3 separate regions of the Mus musculus genome follow, and regions 2 and 3 are each linked to region 1. The links are chromatin contacts, called in public Hi-C maps. All regions are on one chromosome and are shown on one strand. The core of a region is the stretch at or near the end of the contact, and the rest is flanking DNA. Distances in the headings are between cores, read along the strand shown. Region 1 overlaps Dpf3 (D4, zinc and double PHD fingers, family 3). Region 2 overlaps Dpf3 (D4, zinc and double PHD fingers, family 3). Region 3 has its middle 26 kb from the start of Gm51988.

Region 1 (4,441 bases), core at 1,429-3,928:
GTTAGCTGTCACCCCTGCAGTCCCCCTGCCTCCACCCCCTGCCTCCCACTCCAGAGGATTGATCTCGCCTCTGTTCCTCCCCCACTCTCATTTTTCTCCTGAGTCTTCATTTCCGCGTTCCTTTCCTCCTTTCCTGTATGTTTGCCGCCTTTGCTCTGTGCCTGAGGCTCTCCGCCTCCATGGCAGATGAGGAGCTGGGAATGCTGGGAGCTCAGACCGTCCCCCTGAGGAGAGATGGCATTTCTGACGGGGCTTCTTCCTTTGGGCTGCTGCCCTTCTCCCCAGATGAGGCTGGGTTTTAATTTTTTCCCTTTGTTTCTCCTGCCACCTTCATCTTTACCTATAGCTATGGGCACACCTGAATAGAAGGGGAGGAGTCAGGACTTCGAGCATATCTCTCAGAGGCTCTTTGTTGTGACTCTTTCAGAGCAACTTTAGTTTGCAGGATTAAGGTTCAAAAATCTCAACAACCCAGGTCCACAATTTCAAAAATCTTTTAAAAATCCTTTTAGTTTTCTCTGCACAATTGGAATCTACTATAGACACTATTTTTAGGATACTTTTTGGGGGTAGGAATGAGATCAAAGTCTTGGATTTAAGCATAAAAAAACAGTGTAAGTATCCGGGCAGTGGTGGCACACACCTTTAATCTCAGCACTCAGGAGGCAGAGGCAGGTGGATTTCTGAGTTCGAGGCCAGCCTGGTCTACAGAGTGAGTTCCGGGACAGCCAGGGCTACACAGAGAAACCCTGTCTCGAAAAACAACAACAACAAAACTGTAAATAAATCAGTGCTGTTCATTAATTCAGTCCATCCATCAGTAGCATGCAGTCATCCACCAATCCATCCATCCATCCATCCATCCATCTATCCATCTGCCCACCTACCCACTCATGCATCCACCCACCCACTCATGCATACACCACCTAAGCCACCCACTCATGCAGCCACCCACCCACTCATGCATCTCTTCATCCCCAAGTCTGGTGCCTATGTAGTGAATGTTGCCTAAGGACTAAGACTGAGAGGCAGAGGGGTGCAGGAGTCAGCCTTATCTTTGAGGAGCTCACAGACTCAGGTGGGAGTGTGCAGTGGGTCATGGATGAAGGATGAGCTTGCCTGAGGCTCAGAGTCACTGTGTGTACTCCACGTTGTGAGGCAGGGGTGCTCTTGGTGGAAGGCTGGCCTTGCCTATTGACTCACTAGACATAGACATTCTCGGGCTCCACCAGCAGAGAGTCCAAGGGTAGGAACCAGCATGAAGGGTATTCTGGTATGTGCGAAAGCTTAAGGACCACTGCCCTGTGAGGTTTTGGAACAGTTCACTAAGGAGGTTATGTTCAGGTCTTGGAAAGCAAGGAAGAGTATTGAGGAGGGAGAAGACCTCCCAGGTTTCAAAATAAATACATATGGATGAAGGGAAAGAGGCCGTGATGGCATGGTATATTCATACAGTCGATAGCAGCCGGGTCTCATGGTGGTATTGAAGTTAGGACTGAATGAGACAGGACACCACATTGGAAACACCTTCACTGCAGAGTTTTTATTCTATGGGAACTATCAGAGGCATTCCTTGAAGGAAAGAGAGGCTTTATTTAAAAATTTTTTTTATTTAATAGCATAAATAAATATATGCTTTCAAGCTAAACTTGGAGTTCTTAAGAGGGAATTGATTTAATACTGTTCTATAAAATTCGTCTTGTTTTTCAGGCCCATGTAATTGAGGTTGGGATGTCCTAGGTTCCTAGAGGTCAGACTCCTGTGCAGGGTCACATGTTGGTTCATAGTTAAGCTTCCTTTTCTATCGTTCTTAAGAGGAAAATGCCCAGAGCCAGTGCCGCTGTTGAGGGCAGGGCGTACTTTGTAGAACTGTAAGGGGAAAGCCGAATTGATTAAGGGTAATGCCCGCTGATTAGATAATCTGGAAATTAGTCTGATAATGTGCAAATTATCTAAGAGCAGTGCATGATGTCATTGCCACACTGCTGGGAAAAGTCTAGCAGATGTTTGTCTTCTGGCATGCTTGCTCTCTGTCCTAGACCCAGGGGCAGCTAGCACAGGTCTCGGGAGGTGAAGCACCTCTTAGAAATGTGCTTGGAAATCTTGGGTATCTCTGAAAGGTGTGTGAAAAAGCAGGAAAAAAAACACCCCATCTAGCCCACTACCTAGTGAGTGTGGTACTGGTATGTGAGGCTTGGTTACAGGGGAGACAAGGCAGAGTCAGATTCACAGGTCTTCCCGGGAGGTCACCCACTTCTCCCCCTCTTGCTCTCCCAAACAGCAACTTTGAAAACTAGTAATAGGTGCTCTTACAATGAGTTAGGATCTAAGTGGTTTGCAGGCCACAAAGAGAGAAATTTGAGGGGTTGCTCAGTCCGTGGAGAGGTAGGCACCTGGAGGCAATTTCTCAGCTCTGTGGCTGAGTGGATAGTGATGCGTTGGAAGTGACTGGTCCAGGGTGTGATCGACCTTGTTACCCTGCTCCCCACTGCTCTATGGATGTGGGTCTGCTACTGACACCTCCCTCCCCTTAGTTGCCTCATCTGTAACAGGGAAGCACCCACCCTGGCCTTGTGGACTTGCTGTGTGTTTTCGATGAGGCAAAAGGGTATGGGATTGGCACTAAGCCTGCTCATCGTGAGTGGTCATGTCCCATCCCTGTCCTATTTGGACCAGCAGAGCATGTCTGTGACCACAGATGGCTAATCTGGGTCAGGGACTCCATTTGAGGCAGCGTGTGGGGCCTGTTCTAACACTGATGCTAACTGCCCCTGAGGACTCGTGGGTATCCATGGAAATTATCAGAGCTACCTGACCCCAGCATATCCTTTGCTAAATCTTAGACATGGCACTGATTCTTTTGTCCAAGAGAACCCAAGTATCTATGAAACCCTTGCTTTATGTGTACTCACTTGTGGGGATATATATAACCAGGCCTCCCTTTGGGACAACATATGGTCATTGTCCTGGGAGAACCTCTCAGGTAACCAGGAATAGGATAGATGCATGAAACCTGGGGAGAGAAAGAAGTGGCCTGGACTCCAGCCAAGGGTGCCCTCTCCTATTCACAGAGCCATTTTCCCAGGGCTGACTATCCACATGCTGACTCTGTCTGAGCTTCTCCGATTTCTCGCACACTTCTGCCATAATTGCATAGAATGTTCAGGATTGAGGAGTTCTACAGGCTGACCAGTACTGGTGACAGCCATAGCATTCGCTCTAGCATATCTCGAGTGTCACAGGCGCAGTGTTCAGACCGCTATTCTCAGCTCATCCATTCGTTCCAATAACCCTATAAGGCAGGTGCTGTCTTGCCCAGAGGCACACGAGGACCAGGTGACATTCCTGTGGATGTGGCATGAACGTGGCTTCGTGAGTTTATCTCTGTTTCTTGGGAAAGCTTATTTATTTAGGGCTTTGATTTTCCTCCCGTTTCACTAGGAATGAAGTGGTTTTGCACGCAGGCGAGGCGAGAGGGAAGGGAATGATGGAAAATCTATTAGGTGCCTGGCAGTTTTCACACATCATCTCATGTAATGCTCACAAGTCCAAGTGGCATGTGTGAGAATTCTCATTTTACAGGAGGAAAAAATGGAGGCTCAGAGAGGTCTGAGTAACTTATCTCAATGTACTCAGCAAGCTGGAAGGCTGAGCTGTGCTTAGACACCATTCAGCTCTGTCAGGACGCTGGGATCCCAAGAGATGAGGCCCAGGCCCAGGCTCCTGGGTCTTCTCATGAAGCTACTGCCGACGTCCCTCTTAGCCTGTTAGCTTGCTGTCAATTGCATCTTATTACACAGTGGTTTTTCAGGAGAGACGAATGCATTGACAGACCGTGTCTTTGTTAGCTTCGGCTGCCTATTAGTTTGTGCCTTAGTTAGGTTCCTATTGTAGTGATAAAACACCATGCCAAAAGGAACCTAGGGAGGAGATGGTTTATTTAACCTTACATTTTTAGTTAACGGTCCATTGATGAGGGAAATCAACGCAAGAACTCAGGCAGGGCAGGAACCCAGAGGCAGGAACTGAAGCAGAGGCCATGAAGGAGTGGCTTGTTCCGTTTGGCTTGCTCATCCTTCTTTCTTATAATGCCCAGGACCAACAGCCCAGGGGTGGCACTGCCCGCAGTGATCTAGGCCTTCCCATATCAATCAACAATTAAGAATATGCACCAAAGGCTTGCCCACGGGCCAATCTGGAGGAAGCGTTTTTCTCAATTTAGATCCCCTCTTCCAAAATTACTCTATTTGTGTCAATTAGACACAAAAACTACCCAGCATAGTTTGCTTTCTGTTAATGCAGTGAAACACTAAAACCAACTTGGGGAAGAAAGGGTTTATTTTAGTTTGCAAGTTCAAGACCATCCTCAAGGATGGTGCCAAGGCAGGAACGCAAGGAAACACTTGAAGCAGAAGTTGAAGCAGAGACTATGGAGGAATGC
Region 2 (4,441 bases), core at 1,011-3,510, 130 kb before region 1:
TACTGGCTTCATAGCGGGTGCTCTGTATTGTGGGGATAGAAAAGTAAAATCAAATCAGCACTGGGAATGTTTTTCCTCTCCTTTCCTCTTTTCTTTTTTATTCTTGCTTTGAGACAGGCTCTCATGTAGCCCAGGCTGGTCTTGAACTCACTACTCCTGCCTCCATCTCCCAAGTGCTGGGATTATAGGTGTGTCTTACATCCCTGGCCCCTCCACATGTGACAAAGACAGATTTTGATGAGCGTATGTGACAAATACAGATGAACTGCTTTGGGCTTCCGAAAAAAGGGGCAAGCCATGTGAAGTCTGAATGAAAGAGGAGACACTGAAGAAAGGCTTTTGTGGGGCTACAAGAACACAGGACCAGGTCACCACCATTTAAATAGTAGGCTCCGGAACGTTGTTCCCTCCTGGGAAGAACGCACAGTTTGTGTCTTCATGGGATTGGAAAACAGAGTGGTCTTACTAAAAAGAGGTTTCCAGGGAAGTAATTTCAAGCAGGCGTAGGAGGGAGATGAGTTGGGTGGTCAGCTATGGATGTACTAGGTTAGAGGCGGCTTCATGAACTCATTGCTGGTGGTTGGTTGTACATGCATAGGCCTTTGTTTTCCCAAACTCATAAATCCCGACTGAGTTGTATTGTGCCTGCAATGAATGTGGTGCTTAGAGGGAGGGAGGGAGGGAGGGAGGAAGAAGAAGAGGGACCAGCTTACACGGGGCCTCTTCCCCCACCATGCTTTGTGCCCAGAATCCAGCCTTCATCATCTCATCCAGTTCTCCCCGGCTTCCCAAGAGCAGCTTCATCTTTTCCATGTCTGCAGATTAAAACAGGAGACTCAGAAGGCTAAGCACCCGTTGCCACGTTGAGGCTGAGGTCTCTGCTCCTGGCTCCTCGTGGCCCTGATAAACTCTACCATCTCCAGCTGCATTGAGGACCCTTTCTTTAGGCACAGAGGCTGGGGTGGATTGCAGGCAGAGGAGGAGGGTTAGGTCTGGCTGGATGTTTGTGGGTTTGCTCCGACTCAGCAGAAGCACTCGTGCTGCTGGCCCGGAGGTGGCTGGCTGGCTGTGTGGTTGGGGTTTGCAAAAGACTCTGAAGAGCCTTTTGCCAGAGGGGCTTTAAAAGTTGCAGCTCTCAGCAGCCACTATCAGCCGGGATTTTTTTCCCCCTTTTCTCCTTCAGATTGAATCCAGTCAAGGTTTTATTGGCTTATCTGTTCTCAGGTTGACCCTTCTTCTTCCTTACCTGTGCAGCCTCCCCTGTCACTCACTACACTTCCGGGCACACAGTGGCCCAGGGAAGGAATTCTCTCTTTAGCAGGGCTACCACTTGGTCCTGGTCTCTGCTTCCTCACTCGAAAATTCCTTTGGTTTCCCCTAAGAGGTGTGAGTTCACTCAGGATGAAGACATACCAGGATCTTGTATGGGTTCAGATTCAGGGGTGAGGGGACTGCTCCCCTCTCTGTGTCATGTTTGAGCCATTCTCAAAAGGCTTCCAGAAAATGGATAGTGCAGTGTGTCTGGAGAACCCAGTATCCTGGATGGTGGGAGTTGCTATTGTCACCTCTCCTCTCCAGGACTCATATCCTTAGGCCCTCTGAAGGGTCAGGGCTCTTGCCTGCCTGCCTCTGAGTATCTGTCATCTTTTGCTTTGTTTGGTCATCGTGGCCCTGCCCCTGCCCCTAACTTAGAAAAGATGAGCCAGGGCCAAGCCTGGCTGCCTTGTCTCCTGGCCAGCAGTGCATGCTGCTTTGCGTCAGCAGAAAAAGTGTCCCCTGCCAGCCACATTCTAGAGCACACTGTCCCTTGCAGCCCTAGCCTGAGAGGACTCTGTGCCGCGTCCCTGCTTGCTGGCCTGAGTTTGGTCTCTCTCTGCCCATATACCTGGTGACTCGGGAACCTCAAAATACGGCTTGGTGGCCCAGTGACTTCAGGGGATGTGCTCGGGGTTTGCCTTCCATGCCTGTTCCTCCTTCCCAGGGTTACAAGGGGTGTCTCCTCCAAGCTCCTCCCAGCTCCCAAAATACCAGCCCTACCTCCCAGCACTGCCAGAAAATGCTTAGCACATTAGCGGGTTTAGCTACAACCACAGTGACAGACACTTAGGAGGCTGCAGAAGCACATAGATTTCATTTTGAATTCCTCCTGGCATCTCACTATTTTGACAACACAGGGCGGCACCACCGTTACTAGGAACCTGTGTGGTAGAAGGGTGGGGGTGGGAGTGTGGGGAGCCACAGCGAGCATGGAATCCTGAAGAGCCTGCGACCGCACCTGCCTCCCATTCTGCTGTGACTGCATCTGTCGTTGGCAGGCCTGTCTGGCGCGGACCTCCCTTTGGCCTTCTGGAGCACACTTGGAGAAGGTTTTGGATCCTAACAACTCCCTCCTCCCCGTCCCCCAGTTGCCTCAGCTCAGTGGCTTCTCTTGCAGGGGAGATGAGAGGCTCCTGGTCCTGCCAGGGAGGCAGCCAGGCGGGCTGAGAGAAGCAGTCTCAGGGAACAGCCTTGCTCTCTGGGGCCTCTGCTCCTTCTCTGCCATTTCATGCTGCAGGCTCCGAAGCTGTCTCCAACTCTCTAGAACCCAGTCTTCTCATATGAAAGCTAGACAAATGTGGCTGGCTTTCCCTACCTCCACGTAAGGCTTGTCATATGCAAGAGACAAATAAATGCAGAGGCGTTTTTTTTTTTTTTTTGAAAGTGTCAGGTGAGGCACACGTTCCCCTGCAGAGAACATGTTATGTCTTGTTTACTGTGAGTTCCTCCACAACGTCTAGTTTAGTGAATAGAAAGGAAAATCTGAGGACTTTCTAGAAATTGCCAGCATGCTCCCTTGAGTCATGGTGTGGTGAAGAACGGCAAGGCTCTGGAGGTATTAGTGAGCAAGGGCTGCTGGAACAGGTAGCATAGACTGAATAGTGTGAGCACCAGGAGTGTAGTCTGTGACACCAGGGAGGCTGGAAATCCAGGGTCAAGGTATGAGCTGTGTGGGCCCCTCCTGTGGCCGCTGAAGACGACGATGAGTCTGCTCTGTGGCCTCTCCCAGCTTCTGCTGCCTCCCTGTATGCCCTCCTCTGTTTGAACCTTCACAGGGTAGTGGTGTCCCTATGTGAAGCTCTGTGTCCAAACACTATTTTAGTTTTAAAGGAAGACACCAATTGTTCCTGAATTTTTGGAGATTTTATGTCCCAGAAATAGTTTTATTTTATTTCCCAAATGGCTTATAAAACATAAAATTGTCTTTTAGAATCAAATGTAGTATCAGTTTATACTTTTCACTTATTTCCTCCCTCCCCGCTCCTTTCCTGCTTGCTTGCTCTCTCTCTCTCTCTCTCTCTCTCTCTCTCTCTCTCTCTCTCTCTCTCTCTTTCTTTTTTTCTTTCTTACTTATGTTTTTGGTTTTTTGAGACAGGGTTTCTCTGTGTAGTCCTAGCTGTCCTGGAACTCACTCTGTAGACCAGGCTGGCCTCGTACTCAGAAATCTGCCTGCCTCTGCCTCCCAAGTGGTGGGATTAAAGGTGTGTGCCACCACTGCCTGGCTATTTATTTATTTTTAAGACATGGTTTTTGACTATCTCAGGCTGGCCTTGAATTCACCCTGTCTCGAGGAGAACTTGAATCAGCGCCCCCCACCCCCACCCCCCAACCCCCCCGTCAGCTTCTCCAGTACTGGAATTATAGGCATATCCCAGTATGCTCTGTTTCCTACTTCTTTTCTGTGCCGTCCTTTCCCTGTGCATGTCTGCATCATGGCTGATGCCAGGTTCACGTTCTTTTCCTCTTCTTGGGCCATACATGTCCTGTTCCCCAGTGGGTCATTTTAGTGTATATCTCTGGCAGAGGAGCCCCCACCCTGAAATCTATGTGTGTCCCCACTTGACTTAGGTACTGGCATGTTGTGGAATGTTTGTGGTTGGAGCATTCCAGCCCTGGTGTGTCGCTGGACCATCATGCTGGCCGATGATCTTTTCAGGACCTGGTACCATCTTGTCTGCCGGCCCTTTGTTTTCAAGGCTCCATGGCTGTTCATCTCTCTGCATTGTGTCTTCCTGTGACCTTTCCAGTTTAGGAAACTGGATGGAGATGGAGGAATACTTTTATTTATACACTACCCTGGAAGAAGAGGAGGCCTAAGGGTTCCTTCCTGTGAGCCACAGGGATCCGTTTCCCAGTTCTCTTTCTTGATAATACCAAGAATCAGGTATTCTCACTAGCCTTGTCTTACAGATGGCCATTTGGGGTTTTGAATGGAAATGTGAGCTTTCCTAAGCTATTCCATGAGGGAGGGACTCATACAGTCATTTCTAACATCTCCCTTTTCTCCTGTGTATGAGGAATGTAGGCAGTGGCCACTCCTGTTAGTCGCCTACAGAGCTCTATAAGAAGTTGTATTTCAGGGTTCCTCCAATCTGCTGAACCACAAAAGAGTTGGATAAGCTCA
Region 3 (4,441 bases), core at 1,265-3,764, 100 kb after region 1:
TACTGCACTGAGCCCTAAAGTTCAAACTGGGTGAAGATGGAGGAGGCCTTTTTGACGAAAGACCCACATTCCAAAGAACCGGAGAAAAATGTCATTGGGAAAAGGCTAAGAAGACTCTAGAGGTGGCGGTTAGGAGACAGGTGCCATAAAGGGGCCTTTCCTGCTTTGGTACTCTGTGCGTGGTTGTTTGAGGTTTTTATTAAAGTCTAAAGCAGCTCGCTTGGCTTCCTCATTATTCCAAATGTGCCCTTTCCTTCCCTTACACAGGCGTGTATGTGGCTCTTTAAGAGCATCTTCTGATGCCTCTCCCACCTCCATCGCAGAGTATTCCCCAGAGAACTCATGTCTATCACTGCCATTCTCCTGGCCTTTGAGAGCACAGATGGTGGTATCTCCCACTCACATCTGAAACGCAGACGGAGTGGATGGGCAAGGAGGTCATAACTGGAAACACTGAGTCTGAATACCCCGAGATAGGAGGAAATTGAGGCTAGAGTCTCAAAGGAAGTGTACAAGAAGTCAGAGCCTGAGGAAGTGAATGGGGATGTGAAGTGCTGTCTTCTGGCTGCTGTACTCTCGAATTCGCAGCAGATATGATGACCAACACAAGCTCTGCATAAGATCAAGCTAGTCAATGCTCAGTGTGGATGGGAGAGCGGCTCATGACGCCCCAGTCCTAAATGAGGAGCTATTGGCAGTTGATGGCTGCTAGGGATGGCGTGGGATTGTTTTTCTTTGGGGACATGGCTGCTGGTAGGCTGCTCATGCTTGGGTGGCTGGCTCTATACGATGCACACGGAGGCAGTGTCAAATGGATGCTGTATAACCAGTGAGCTATTTATTTATTTTAAATATGACACACAGATGGGAGGGGATGTGTTGAGAGGAGTCCCGGAGAAGTCATGGTGTAGATATGACCGAGATACAATGTATATATGTGTGAATTTGAAAAAATAAATAAAAATATTGTGAAAGTGAGTAGATTAAGTTGTTAGTGCTCTAGGGTCGGTTGGGATTTTTAAATTGGCTTTATTCCAATAAGAAAATTATTCTGTTTCTTAAAAATTAAAGTGCCGGGCTTGAGAGATGGCTCAGCGGTTAAAAGCACTGACTGCTCTTCCAAAGGTCCTGAGTTCAAATCCCAGCAACCACATGGTGTCTCACAACCATGCGTAATGAGATTTGACTCCCTCTTCTGGTGCGTCTGAAGACAGCTACAGTGTACTTAGATATAATAATAAATAAAACTTTAAAAAAAATGAAAGTGCCATGATCCTTAGGTTTCTTTGAGTCTTGGGACTCTGGCTTCACATGTAGCTCCTGACTATACCCTAGGTTATCCTAGCCTCCATCCCTTCGTACCTACTCTCCTAACCTGGTCATGGTCCCACCCCATCATCCAGGCATACTTCAGCTCCCGTCTCTCCTCTGCCTGCTTCATTTTTAACCATGAAGAGACTCTGGGGTCCAGTTAGAAGCCTAGCCTTTGTGCCAGTCAGTTACACATCCCACTGGTAAGTGTTGTGAGGCTAGTCACCACCAGTCCCTGCCTTCCCTAGGCCTCTCGGTCATAGGTGGTGATGTCTTCAACACGTGGTTGTGGATCCCAGTCCTGCTGGCTATGATCTTACACATATAGAACCGCCTAATATAAGAATGCTGCTCTGCTAACTCTCTTTGAGCAACAACCTGTCTGTCTCCTGTTGGTCCACTACAACAGTTGCTCTCCCAGTCCTTCATAGACTGCTGGCTTGTCATTCCCATTCAGCTTATCACTGCTTCAGATTCCAGCTTTTCAGAGAGAACTCCTTTGATCCAACTAGAGTAGCTCTCCAGTGCCTCTCTATTACACCGTCCATTTTAGCCTTACAGCATAGACATTTGTAACTCTCTGACGTCTTGTATTTGCTGTCTCTCTGTCTTTCCTCAGCTGGAATAGTAGTATCCAAAAGGAGAATTTTGTGAACATTGTTCACCGTTTTGTCTTTAGCGCCCAGTATGGTTGGTGCGTGGTGCACGTTGGGAGTTCAATAAACATAGGAAAACTGCCTAAGTGAATCTGCTTTTTGGCTGCTGTGGATTCTTATTAGATTGGATTTATTATATTATACACCTCTAGATACTGGACCTGTAGCAACTGGAATTAAACCTGAAGTCCTTGTATCCTCCCTCTCTGAGTTACCAGCAAGCTCTGCGGCAAAGGCTGCCTGAAATAAGATCCTGTGTGTTATGTGAATCCAGGCGCATCCTGTCCCCTGCCACCTTGGCCACCAGTTCATTTCCCCATTTAGATGATGCTTCTTTCTCATTTTGTTTCCTCCCGCACCACTGGCTTATTGGCGGTGATTAGCAGAGGGTGGTCGTTTATGTGAAACACCTGCTTCCCACCCGTCTCCCTCATGAGTAGCCATCTCTGGACCCTGTACAGGAAGCTTGCAGGTATCCTTCATGGCCGAGTGGGCTCTTAGAATTTTTTTCCAGGAGTCAGTTCCAAACTGGCACCATATGGGTGGCCACCTGTGTGACACTTTGCCAGCATTGCATCAAATGCACCTGCCAACTTATGAAAGAGACCAGGGGAGGTCTGACAGTGTCCAGGAGGATTGGCAGAAAGATTGGCCCGAGAAGAAAGCTAAGCCAGGGGGAAGTACATTTTGCTTTAAAAGTTGGGATGGACAGATAGATAGATAAAATGGGATATTGGGGTATTAGCACATACCACTATGAAAGCTTAGTCTTGTATATGACATCACAAGCCGAAGAAGCACAGAAGCTGTGGTAGCAGGTTATAGTCAAGCCTGGGTGCCCAAGAATCAGCGGAGTTGATGGTGTGAGTCTCAGTCTGAAGATGAAGGGCCAAGGATGCTGAGACATGATGGTTTAGGTCCCAGAGTCCAAAGGCATGAGAACATAGAGCTCTGGTATTCAAGGACAGGACAAAGGCATGCCAACATAATATGAGAGAGAGAGAGAGAGAGAGAGAGAGAGAGAGAGAGAGAGAGAGAGAGAGAGAGAGAGAGAGAATGGATTTGCTTTGTCTTTGCCTTTGGCCCTATCTGGGCTTTCCACTGATTGGTTATTGTCCACTCACATTAAATGCAAATGGATCTTTCTTAATGAGTCCATTGATTCAAATGCCAGACTCTTTAGGAAACAGTCTCACAGACTTGCCCAGGAATAATGCTTTCTCAACTAATTAGGCATCTATCTGATGTAGTCAAGTTGACACCTAAAATTAGTCATCATACCGTGGAAAGGAAGGACACAGGTGGGGGCTGTGATTACACATTTAGTCATTGCAGTAGATCTAGGAAATCATTCACTATCTAGTTGGGTTGGACTATATGCTACTCCAGTTGTGTTCTTTGGATAAGAGATGAGACTCCCAGAACCAAGAGTCAGTGTATTTGATTGAATGGCTCTAGGTAGAATACATCAGCCAACACTGGCCTTGTTGGGCAATAGGATAGAAGCCAGAGAAATGGTAGTTGCAGAGAGGAAGGGAGGAGTTGAGATTAAAGACATACAAGTAGGATTTGCAGCTGTCTTGATATAGACGGGGTGAGGGAAGGTATGATGCTCAAGTCTCGGCCTTGGGGAAATAGACAGATATGGTACCAAGAACTGAGATAAAGGCCCCCAATGAAGAAGCAAGTAAGGATGCATCTTCCTCTTCCTGTGGTGTATGAAGAAGGCCTGGGTCCATCAGATGCCACCACCACCCTCCTTAAGGGCCTGGCCAAAGAAATGAGATTTCTTTTGAGCTACCTGGGAAAACCTGAAGGAGACCTGAAGGAGCTACCCTCCTTGGGGCTGCATTGGACAATGGGCACTGCCCACTCAGAGTAGACTGAAGCCACTTGGCTGCAAAGGGAACTCATGGACTGCACCCTCTTGCACCAGGCAGGAGGAGCAGGCTGAAGGCCTGGGTTTTGTCCAGCATGCCTTGCTGTCTTTAGAGTCGGGGTAGTGGATGGATCTGTGTTCTCTGGGTATCTGAGCCCCATCCTGGTCAGGTAAGAAGCTGAAGAGCTACTTGAAAGAGATCATATGCATAGATTATGCCAACATGGGCTCTGCTTTCTCTGAAAAGCAATTTCAAAGACACTTCATTCTCCACCTGCATTTGGCTAATAGCCTGATTACAGCCACACTAATAACCTTCAAACACTCTCAGGAGCAGCCTTGACTCTGAGAGCCACCGCCTCCCCTCCTCCTTGTCCTATTTCATGCTTCCCCAGGAAGGCAAAGACAACAGCTGTGCATTCCTCCCAGGCCTGAGCTACTGCAAGGAGAGGCAGATGGCTGTGGGCTCATTCCTGAAGTGCCCTTCTGGGGACCATCAGCCCCGGCTCCCAGGCTGACATCCCACCCAGGGCTACAGGTCAGAGCATAAACAGTTCATATGAATATGGATGCTGAGGATGAAGGCTGATTGCTT

What was found. Hi-C and Micro-C count contacts between places; a contact is called where the count stands out from the background.
Region 2: a Hi-C map of cerebellum shows a contact between it and region 1, with 1.9 times the contacts expected there. The contact joins two enhancer-like sites. A contact is called at or near these places in 3 of 484 Hi-C or Micro-C datasets (cerebellum, liver and nephron progenitors) and 3 of 9 other capture datasets (adipose tissue, liver and pancreatic islet).
Region 3: a contact with region 1 is called in a Hi-C map of cerebellum, with 1.8 times the contacts expected there. The contact joins two enhancer-like sites. A contact is called at or near these places in 1 of 39 promoter capture datasets (hippocampal neurons), 2 of 484 Hi-C or Micro-C datasets (cerebellum and nephron progenitors) and 2 of 9 other capture datasets (adipose tissue and pancreatic islet).

What each region holds. Positions count from the first base shown.
Region 1 is chr12:83,282,353-83,286,793 of GRCm38.p6, reverse strand. All of the region lies in intron 7 of Dpf3 (D4, zinc and double PHD fingers, family 3), which reads left to right. It also overlaps the pseudogene Gm18872. Among named protein-coding and RNA genes, the nearest start is that of Gm51988, 130 kb to the right of the region's middle. Within about 2 kb of position 2,678, at least 3 of the 459 cell types and tissues checked have an H3K27ac peak or open chromatin away from gene starts, as enhancers often do. A contact at or near this core is called in cerebellum, where this site is marked.
Region 2 is chr12:83,409,745-83,414,185 of GRCm38.p6, reverse strand. The region is part of intron 1 of Dpf3 (D4, zinc and double PHD fingers, family 3); the gene reads left to right. Among named protein-coding and RNA genes, the nearest start is that of Dpf3, 76 kb to the left of the region's middle. Within about 2 kb of position 2,260, at least 58 of the 459 cell types and tissues checked have an H3K27ac peak or open chromatin away from gene starts, as enhancers often do. A contact at or near this core is called in cerebellum, where this site is marked.
Region 3 is chr12:83,178,829-83,183,269 of GRCm38.p6, reverse strand. No RefSeq gene overlaps it. Among named protein-coding and RNA genes, the nearest start is that of Gm51988, 26 kb to the right of the region's middle. Within about 2 kb of position 2,514, at least 12 of the 459 cell types and tissues checked have an H3K27ac peak or open chromatin away from gene starts, as enhancers often do. A contact at or near this core is called in cerebellum, where this site is marked.